Regions from separate parts of the Mus musculus genome. Here region 2 is linked to region 1. The links are chromatin contacts, called in public HiChIP or PLAC-seq maps. All regions are on one chromosome and are shown on one strand. Each heading gives the region's core, a stretch centred on a gene start, on an enhancer-like site or on the middle of the called end of the contact. The rest is flanking DNA. Distances are from core to core; before and after follow the strand shown.

Region 1 (5,070 bases), core at 832-3,331:
CAGCAGCAGCAGCAGCAGCAACAGCAGCAGCAGCAGCAGCAATGGGCCTGCAGATACCAGGACTACTTACTGGATTTCATTCCCTACTGAACTAGGAACGCTTGAAGACAAGAGTACATTTAAAGTGTGATTCTCTAGGCCCAGCATAGAACTTGGTATCACCATAGAGGATATCTACAAATTAAGAGAATGAACCTGTGCTGGATTGGGTGAGCAAGATAAAGGCTGCTTCCTGTCTCTTCTCAGGGCTGAGCTGAGAACACAGGCACTTGCTAGCCAGCTTGAGTTCTTAGCTACTTTCTATCCCTGGACTCTCTTCAGTAGGTCAGCAGCATTGACAAGTCTACGTGTACCTTCCTGGCCCGCCTATCTTTGGGTGGCTCTGACAAGTCCAAGTTTACCTTCCTGGCCTGCCTATCTTTGGGCTGGACATGGGACTTTATCTACAGTTTAGACACTGTAGAACCGAGTCTCACCAATCTTCATCCAGTTTCCAAGGTGTGAAAATCAAGACTGAGAGGGCTCTGACACCTGGGATTGCCAGACCCCACCTCCACCACCCCACCTGATTCTTGGTTTCTCTCCAAACCAAACTCTTCCACTGGGACATCAACATTCTGACCATAGTGGACCTGTGGCCATCTCTCCCCAGTCTCCAACTTCATTAAACCACTTGTACCACACTTAGCACAAAGTTCAGAGCCTGAGCCCTCATGCTCTCTGCGCACGGAATCTTTAGTGGACCAATGGTTTCTATGCTGTAAATAAAGTCAGCTGGCTTTATTTACTCAGCCAATGAAAATAGAAACCTCTCGGATTCGTTGGTGCTTTTGTCCCACCCCGTCCCTTAAAAGGTCTGAAATGAATTCAAGGGTGATTCATCTGCTCACACATGCTTTCACCCCCACTTACTGTCACCTGCTACATCCCCCAATCAGTGTCTGCGGTGGTGGTGATGGTGGTGGTGGTAAAAGATCGTGATGAAAGTAGGTTGTCATTTGCTGAAACCTTGTGCAAGCACTAGGCACTATGCTCCAAACCGGAACGAACCGGCTTCCCTTTACCGAGGTAAACGGGACCAAAAGAAGAAAAGTAGCTTGCTCAAGGTCGCACAGCTAAGTTGAAGAGTGTAGTGAGGCGCTGGCGAGCACAAACCTGGCCCAAGAGTGGCACTCTAAGCATGAAAGTTTACTAAACTTTAAATATCACTGAAATGCAGAAAGTGAAAGGTGGCCCCTGGCCCCGGGGCCAACAGAGGAGAAGACAGGACGGATAAACCAGGATCTACAGCTTGACGAGGCCAGGGCTGCAGACATAAGAAAAGCTGTAGGGGAGCAGAGCAGAGACGGGCTGACCTGACCTGGGAAGTGGCTCCGGGGGCCAGGCCTCGGGACGACCCCCCTGTGCCCACGCGCCGGGCCGGCGGGCCTCACCTCCTTCCACCTGAGCTGGCGAAGACTGATCTTGAGCGCGTCCAGGGAGGTGCGGGCCTTGGAGCTGTCCACGGTGACCGGCCGCATCGAGCCTGCGCTCCGCCGGTAGACCCGGCTCCGGCTCCGGCCCCGTGCCTTCACGAGCTGGCTCAGGGCCCGCGCCGCCGGCCTCGGCTGGGCCAGGGGCAGCGCTGGTGGCAGCCGCCGGACGACGCGGGCCTCTCCTTCCTCGGGCGCGTGGCGTCGCGTCGGGGTCGGGATCCGGCCCACGTCCTTGGGCTGCTCCTCCAGCTCCAGGCGCTCTGGATCCCCGGCCGCGCCAGCGTCCACGCCCTGCTGCTTCTCAGTCTCCGCCGGTAGCGACTCGGTCGCCGCTGCTGTCGCCGCCGCCGCCGCCGCCGCGTCCGCCTCCCACTCAGCCTCCGGCTTCTTCTCCGGGCTGCTGCGCCGCATGACGCTCAGGGCCGGTGCCGGCGCCACAGCCACCGCCGCCGCCGCTGCTCCGCCGTCCCGGCCCGCGACCAAACTGCCGCCGCCGTCGCCGCCGCCGCCGCCGCCACGCGCTCCCCGCCCGAGCCCGTTGCCATGATCTCTCAGGCCCCGGTTGACAGGGATAGTCGCCGCCTCGGGACGGGGCCCCGCAAGGGACAATCGCCTGCCGGGCCCGGCGACCTCACAAGCGAGCGCGTCCACGTGACCAGGCCTGTCACAGAGGTGGCGATAGCCATCTTGGAAGAGGGCAGCTTGTCACACATGCAGAGTTTCTGAGCACTCAGGGACTGGCTAGGAATGATTTATAGTGGGGCTGAGGGTAAAAGAGGTTGCGCTCCTGTCTCGCTCCCGAGCTTGGAAAGGGAAGGACTTGGGAAGAGCGGCATCTTCCTCAAACACGAGACTTAGTTTCCCCAGTCCTACTACATTCATCGACTCCTTTTCTGTGAGCCTCAGACTGAGGCTGGAGGCCACCTTTGTCGGTTTTCAGGTCTCTCCCATGAGATGGAGAAGCCCTTCAGATTCCTAGACTTGTAGAGGGCAACACTTTTTATTACAATAAAAACATATAACAAAACGTACTAATTATTTTTAAATTTATTATGTGTGTGGTGTGTATAATTTTGCCTACATGTATGTATGTGTACTATGCATGTTCCTGGTGGAGAAGGAGGCCAGAAGAGAGCATCAGATTCCCTGATGTGACCTGCTGCGTGGTTCCAGGAAATGAATGGCAGATGAGCCTTCATCTCCAGCCCTCATTTAATCTATTTTTAATTCACTCTTCAGTGGCATTCAGTGCATTCATACTGTGGTGCAAACCATCTCTACCATTCATCTTCAGAACTTTTCATATTGAAAGCATACCCATAAACTAACTCCTGGGATTCCCACCCCACAGCCCTGGTCACCACAAGTCTATTTCCCCCTTGAATCTAACTACTGGGGTACCTCTTGTTTTTATCTTATTTGGCTTCACAAGGTTTTTGTTTTTGTTTTTCATCATAGTGGGTGTCAGAATTTTACTCCATCATAAAGCTTACAAATATTCTATGTGTGCGTGCACAATTATTCTTCCATAGACCTTTCTGCGGACTTTTTGGTTATTTTAATCCCTTGACTCTTGTGACTAATAGTGCCATTAACATTCATGTACAAGTATTTCTTTGAGCCCCTCCTTTCAGTTTTTCATGGCTGCCATACTTTGTTGTTGTTAAGATGGTCTCTTTAGCAGGCCTGGCTGTCCTGAAACTCACTATATAGACCACTTGGTATCAAACTCACAAAGTTCTGCCTGCCTCTGCCTCCTGAGTGATGAACTCCTATACCCAACTAAGGTAGGCATAAAAATGTAGAGTTGATCTAGAAGAGGGTCCTCTCCTGCCTGAGGGAGCCACATTTGGGTTAACTTGAAAGTTTCAGAAAATGGGGTTAGAAAGTCGTAACAGCAGCCTGGACTGACCAGTGGCCGTGGTTGCACTTCAGTGAGTTCTGCCACATTTAGTTTTAAGGGTCCTGGGGGAAAATGGCCCCTCCTGCATTTCTCCAAAAGTCTTGTTTCCTTGGCCGGGAATTTCAGTGTGTGAACAAGCTGCCTCGAGGCCCACCCAGGTGTGGAGGCGTCAAGAACCTGTAGGTGCTTGAGGTGCTTACCCTGTGGCCCAGAACATCTGGTTGAGCCTGTGGGTGTGACTGGTTGGGGGTGGGCGGGATTGTTAAAGTTGCCCCGTTGATTCTAAGGCCCCAATATCAAGAACCAGAGACTTGCCTGAGGCCTTCGGAGAGTTCTGGAGCTGTCCGTGGGGCCTTCCCTGCCCAGCCATTCACTCTCCCTCAGGAATTAGTTCAGGGTTATGCTTTCAGTAAGGAAAGTTCTGGAGATGAATAGTAGGACACCCCAAATCCTGTCCCACCTGATGTCTCTCATTCATTAATGCTTAAAATTATCATACCCCACCTCCCTCCTCTCTTAATCCATCCCTACAGTTGTGACTTTTACATTGAGATAGCATTTCTCTTGCCTTCCCTGTCACCGTTGTGTCAGGTCAGCCTCTGCCTTTTCTCCGAGCTGCTGCAGCAGCCTCCCAATGAGTACCATCTGTCTCCATTACACTCCTGTCCATTCATACCGCAGCTGGAGCTGCGCTCTCCAAGCATAGAAACATCCTCTACTTGCACAACCTCTCTTGATAAATTTCAAACATTAGTTGTCTCTTTCTACCCTCTTTTCTGGAATCACATCCTCTCTTTGCTTCTGTGACTTTGTACACACTGTTCCCTCTGCCTAGATGTACCCTTCCTTAGTGTCTCTGCCTAGGAAACTCAGAGTCATCTTGGTAGCTGTCTTTTGGGGAACTTTACTCAGTGCCCTCCGGCAGAAGTAGCTACAGTCTGTACTGATGGTGTGCATGATAACCCTCTACCACATCCTGACTGCCACTTCACAGAGAAATCATCTCAGCCTCCCCATCAGTCTAGGCAAGGACAGATTTGAACTGATTTCTCTCTAGAAAAGACCAGAAAATGTGATCCACAAAGAGCACTGTGGATGCAGTAACAAATTATTTACAGCTTATCACATCTGAAAAGAGCGGCCCACATAGCGATAGCCGCTTGCTTATACAGTCGTAATCTCTTCTGCCTCTGGGGCTTCCCACGTGTCCTTCCAGCTCTGCCCACATCTTCAGCTTTCAGTCCGCTGAGATGGCTCTGGTCCTTCAATTTAAAGCCGACCTCACCCGGTGAGATAATTATGGAAGAGAGAAAAATAAAGATGAAGCATGAGACCAAATGAGTTTCCTGAGAATTAAAAGCCAGGCTCTACATCAGACATGAACTATACGCTGAATCTTGAGAATGGGGCAGGCATAGTTAGATGGCGTGGCCATGGCATAAGCCATGGCCAGAGCCAGTGAGGAAGAAACCAAGCACAGGCTCTGCCCACTGAGACACAGTCACAGAGGCTCTGTCCACCAGCCGAGGACACCCCTGCCCCTGCTGCAGATGCTGCAGGAACTCACCGAGGAAAAGGATAAGGAAGAGATGCAGTGCTGTGCATGCAAGGGAGCAGGGAAGCTGACTGGACCAGATGAAACCCAAGCATGGGGGGAAAAAAGAACAGGGCACAAAGGGCCCAATTGGGCTT
Region 2 (5,116 bases), core at 12-2,511, 250 kb before region 1:
AGGGAGGCCTGCCGAATGTGTCTCTGGTTGTTGAGTTTGGTATGTGGCACCTTCTCTCTGAGCAGCCAGGTGCATGTACCCCTCCTTACCCTTTCCCATGGAGGAAGCTACCTGCAAAGGGCTCAAGGAAGGTTTAGGGGCCACTGCTGTGGGTTTCCCATGGCCCCCAGGACCTGATGGAGTAGTTGACAGGCAGAGTGGCCCCTGTTCATCTCTGCCCTGAGCCCCTGCCACTGCATGCAGCTGGTCAGGGACCCTTCCAGGGGGTGAGGAACTGAAGAACAGAACCTCGGTCCTATGCCCATCCCAGACGTGACACCCTCCACCCTCCTTCCCTTCCTTCCTTGCATTGCCAAACAGACAGCACTGCACTTTCTCTGCTGGGCCCTCATACCCGTGGGAGGAGCCATAGCTTCCCACACTTCACATGCGGGCCTGGCTCATGCTCTTGGAACTCCAGAAGCCAGAGAGCTGGGCAGAGGTGGCCAGGTTGCACCATGCGTTGTAGCTGCCTTCTCCAGGGTCCCAGTGTGGCCTGCACAGTGGCCCTGTGGGGAGAGGCCAGCCAGTGCTCACCCTGCAAAGGTGATCTCTCTTCTCTGATAGTTTAAGAAAGAATTCTAAAGCCTGCCGGCCCTGAGAAGGTGGATAACTGTGATTTTTTTTCCTTTCACAGTATGCATTAGAAACAAAAGCCCGCTTGCTCGCTTGCTGGAACACAGGGGCCTTTTAAATTGAGCGAGCGCACTGCATGGGAAATAGCGGCCCTGGAGGATGTTAGACTTGCTCCCTCTCCAAGACAGCAGCAGCCTGCACCAGGCCCCGTGTGCAGTCGCCTCTCCTCACCCTCCCAGCCCCAGCCAAGGACCCAGGCACTGCAGGCAGGGAGGGGCATCCCCCACAGCTGGGGCTGGTTTTCCCCAGCTCTAGGCTGTTCTGTAGCATATCTGTCCCTCCCCCCCCCCCCTTTGTGGGACAGAGAAGGGCAGGAGCTTGGGTCTTTCTTGGGTCCCCATCTGTTCCCACACTCTAGATTCCAAGCCCTGGTTCTGAGTCACCTAGGGCAGGAGCTAGGCTTTGCCCAGGCAGCAGAATGGGGCTAGGCAAGCTGCACTTAATGCTCCTAGAGTCCTCACTAGAAAGCGTGGACATCCTGAGGTGTGGCCTAGCTAGGCTGCGCCCTGTCCTCAGTCCACGATGGACAGGCAAGGGTAAAAGAACCCAGTTAGGCTGCAGACCAATGCTGGGAGAGGGCGTGGCTATCAAGGGTCAGAGACCTCAGGAAGGAAGGAGGTGGGGCTGAGGGCCTGCCACTGCCTCTTCCTGCCCCACTCCTGTCCACACCCCTGCTCCCATGCATTTCAGCAGGGGTGGCCTCTTGGGCAGGGCCTGGCCTGGCCTGGCCTGGCCTGGGTCTTGCCCTTCCACTGCCCAGGGAGCCCTGTTTTCCTCCTCACCCACACTCTCGCCCATGCCTCGTAAAGTGACCTCTGTCTGAGCGCCTCCTAGCAATATGGGGAGGTCCCCAGGCCTGGACAGGAGAGCGCAGGGCCAGATGCAATGGCCCCCTCTGGTGGGGTTGTTAGCTCTCAGGCCGAGAGCCTTATTTACCTAGTGCAAAAACTGTAAAAGTGTACAGACTCTCCACAGATTTTTATCTTAATTGCAAGTCTGCAATATTTTTTTTGTAAATTTTTTTTTTGTAAATGTTCTTGGTGTTTGACTGTAATGGAACTATTTCACCCAAGGGATGTACATAGTCCTTTAGTCCTGGTGCTGCGAGGGCTGGCCAGGACACTGCTCTCACGGTTGATATTAGAGCCTGGAGAACGGTGCTGGGCAGGACAAAGAGCTTTGCAGTCTAGGTGTCTGTCTGTCTGTTTCCTGCCCGGGGCATTGATTCGTTGGCTTTCAAGCATGCTGTTTGGGTGGAAGGTTGATGGGGGCAAATGCCCCAGTGGGGCCAGTAAAGCATCCTCCTGCCCACAGCAACGGCTTGGGGCGTCTGAGCTCTGCTTACAGCAAGGGCTGGAGTTGCCAGAGGCCCTGCTCTGGGAAGACCCTGGCCACTGACACCCAAGATCTGATGGAGAGAGCGGCCCCACCCTTGCCAACACAGACACCTGACCTTTTTGTTCAACTTGTGTGTTAGGGTGAAGGAAACTGCCAAACTTCCTCTGAGTGAAGACCTCTGACTGCCCAGGAGTAGGGGTGGGGACCAGGGCCAGAGCTCAACGTGTACCCCAGCACCTGCCCGAGGGACACTCCTCCCTCATACTCATAGGTCTGGGAGCCAGACTGTCCAGGGAACCAGCCCCTCTTTTCTATATACTCGGCCACAAGGCTACCCGATCCCCCACTGTGCCCAGCTCCCCCTTTTGTAAGTATGTGAAAAGGAAAAATGCAAAGGTTGGATCGGCCGGAGCCCTTCCCTCCAGTCGAGACTTTTAACCCTGTAATAATGTACAGAGAAGTTGTTGGTGTTCGAAGACTCCGTGTGGCTGTGCAATTTCTGTACATTTGCAATTAGAAATATTAAAGATTTATTTAGCTATTTTAAGCCTGACTTGCCTTTCTTCATCTGTGTCCTGGCTTGTTTTCCTACAGGTAACTGGATCTTGACCTAATACTGTTGTTCTAGTCATGACCCCTACCTGGGTGACCTGGGACTGCCCCTCCTCTCTGTGGAAAGCCCTGTGCTTGGGAGTGGAGCAGCTGACCTCTTAAAGGCCCTCCCGACCTGCACAGGCTGGGAGCCCCAGTGATTCCTGGGAGCTGAGAGCTGCCATGCTTCCTGCTGCAGAGGTTCTAGGTCGACCCTATTAATCTGCAACCTGATGAGAGAAGAGCTGAGCTCTGCTCTGCCCAGGGTTACCAGTGAGGGGAGGCTAAGGCTGGCTGACCCCACGCATCTAGTGCTTGGTTTTTAGGGTCAGGTTTTCCTGAGCTGGAAATGAACTCACTGAGAGCACTTCAGCCGTACCTGCTGGATGAGTGAGTGCCTTGCGTCCCCAGCGGTTTGTCCCGCATCTGTCAGTGTTTGGGATCCTGTCTTCTGATGTGCGATAACCCTGGGTTGAACATGAGCAGTTCAGCCTTACAAGGGCAAGAACACACAGAAGCCCAGAGCAAACTGGCACAAAAACACCTCCAGACCCCTAAAAAATAGAAAAGAAAAAGAAAAAAGCAGTTGGAGGGTTTTTAGGCCTTCTAATAAGCAAGGACCATCAAGCATTCACCCTCGTGAGAACAGATCTGTCTGTCAGATTGCAAATGAGAAATTGCCTACACTTGGCTACACCGAAACATAAAGAAAATGCCTACCCAGAGGCCAGTTTAGGCTACAGTGAGAAATGTATAAAAAACAAGCAGATAACACTACCAGGATTTTTTTTTTTTAAAAGAAACGAGTCTTGCAGTTAAATGAGGATTCCTGATCACATGTGATTCGTCTCCTCCCCAAACATCATTGTACTGACAAGATTAATGTGGGAGGAGATCCGAGGAGATAAGAAAATTGCTTAACTGTCAACTGGAAGCTGACGGGAAAGGTTTGCTTGCCCAGATCCTACCCAGAGGCTTAGGTGGGAGCCCCCAAGCATAGACAACCGTATAGTCAGAGCCAGGACAGCTGCCCCGCAGAGCCCTGAAAGGACGGTACTATATGCTGGCCATCATTCTCTGGAGAAATGGAACCCAGTGAGTTCTGACCTGGGGACACCAGCCACAGGGCTGAAAAGGGGAAGTGAGCCCGGCCTCGGTCCTTCTGCTCATTTTAGAGAGATTTCCTCAATGAAAGGACTGAGTCACAGTGCTTCTGTTCCAGAAGAAGCCCGGGCTGTGTGCGTACACCCTCGGAGAGCACGTGTAGTCCAGGACCCTGAGGCCATTGAAAGCTTGCCATCTGCTACATAGCAAGAAACCAGGGCGGATGACACGCGGACCCAGGGTTGGAGACAGTGGAGAAGGGGACTGGAAAGTACAGATGAACATAGGCTCTCTTTAGAAGCAGCAGGGACCCTTGCCGCACCCTCTGCTCCATGTAAATGCCCCCCCCACACACACACACACACTGCACTTTCACCAGAACCATGTGCCCGCTTGGTATTGCCACTTGAGGATTTCATTCACATCAAACTTGATTTGTCTGAAATAGAGTTCTTGAGCTTGAAGCCTCTAAAACTTGTTCCTTTCCTCATTTTTCAGCGCACACCCCCCCCACCCCCCCCACCCCCCACCCCCCGGTTACAACTCTTCTACTGTTTGTTCAAGCCAAGGGCTAAGCGCGACTTCCTTTAAACGCGAATTCTCGATTCTCAGGCCTTAGTGGAAGTGCACAGATTTAGAATGACGTTGCTGAGCCCTTCTGAGTGAAGAGTGGGCTCTCAATCAGTGTGCCCCCATTCTTTTAAAGAACAGCCAATGAATCCCACCACAGGCCAACGTGCCCCACCGTCAGTGGCAGTTTGCTCCGGGGAGAGGGAAGGGAAACGTCAGTGTTCTGCTTTCTCTTCTTCCTTTGTGCTGTTTGAATATTTTACAGCCAGTTTTATTTCTCGTTTGGATACGGAGGAGCCATTTAAAAATAAATAAAACATACCCAATATAATGAAACGCTGTGCAGCCATTAAATTTGTAGAAGAATAATAAATGACATTGAAAGATGTAAATAATGTATTAAGTGTAAACGCTGATAACGGAATTATATGTCCAGGAGGATTCTGGTTTAGCGTTTTAGACCATGTTCACAATAACACCTGGGTTGGGAAATGGTAATTGGTAGGTTAGAGCTTGAGTTTGGACATGCATGAGAGTGGGCTTTGAGCCTTAATGGCTATTGATTGGCAACATGGTCTTAGCATCATGGAAAAGCGCTCCATTCTTAGTTTCCTTGCTGTAAAATGAAGAAGGTAGTGCCTGTACTGCAGGGACGTCTTCAGGGAGGACTGCATTTGAGGAACAAACAAGTGGTCTTTATAGGACTATAGGAGGATCGAGGAGCATTTCCAAGGACGGGAGAGACAGACGGCTCCATGGTTAACTGTGCATCCTGCCCTTGCAGGGGACCTCGATTTGGTTCCTAGCACCCACATCGAGCAGCTCGCAAACACTTTTA

The links. HiChIP or PLAC-seq counts read pairs in DNA pulled down with a chosen protein or histone mark.
Region 2: an H3K4me3 HiChIP or PLAC-seq map of bone marrow-derived macrophages shows a contact between it and region 1, with 4 times the contacts expected there. The contact joins the enhancer-like site here to the promoter of Ttll11 in region 1. A contact is called at or near these places in 1 of 39 promoter capture datasets (neural stem cells) and 2 of 115 datasets of contacts at active chromatin or transcription factors (bone marrow-derived macrophages and neural tube).

What each region holds. Positions count from the first base shown.
Region 1 is chr2:35,977,739-35,982,808 of GRCm38.p6, forward strand. It overlaps Ttll11 (tubulin tyrosine ligase-like family, member 11), which reads right to left and starts at 2,082. Exons shown (of 10, transcript NM_029774.3): 1 at 1,434-2,082. The coding sequence starts at 1,886.
Region 2 is chr2:35,728,435-35,733,550 of GRCm38.p6, forward strand. It overlaps Dab2ip (disabled 2 interacting protein), which reads left to right. Exons shown (of 16, transcript NM_001114124.2): 16 at 1-2,560. Among named protein-coding and RNA genes, the nearest start is that of 9030204H09Rik, 88 kb to the right of the region's middle. Within about 2 kb of position 1,262, at least 122 of the 459 cell types and tissues checked have an H3K27ac peak or open chromatin away from gene starts, as enhancers often do. A contact at or near this core is called in bone marrow-derived macrophages, where this site is marked.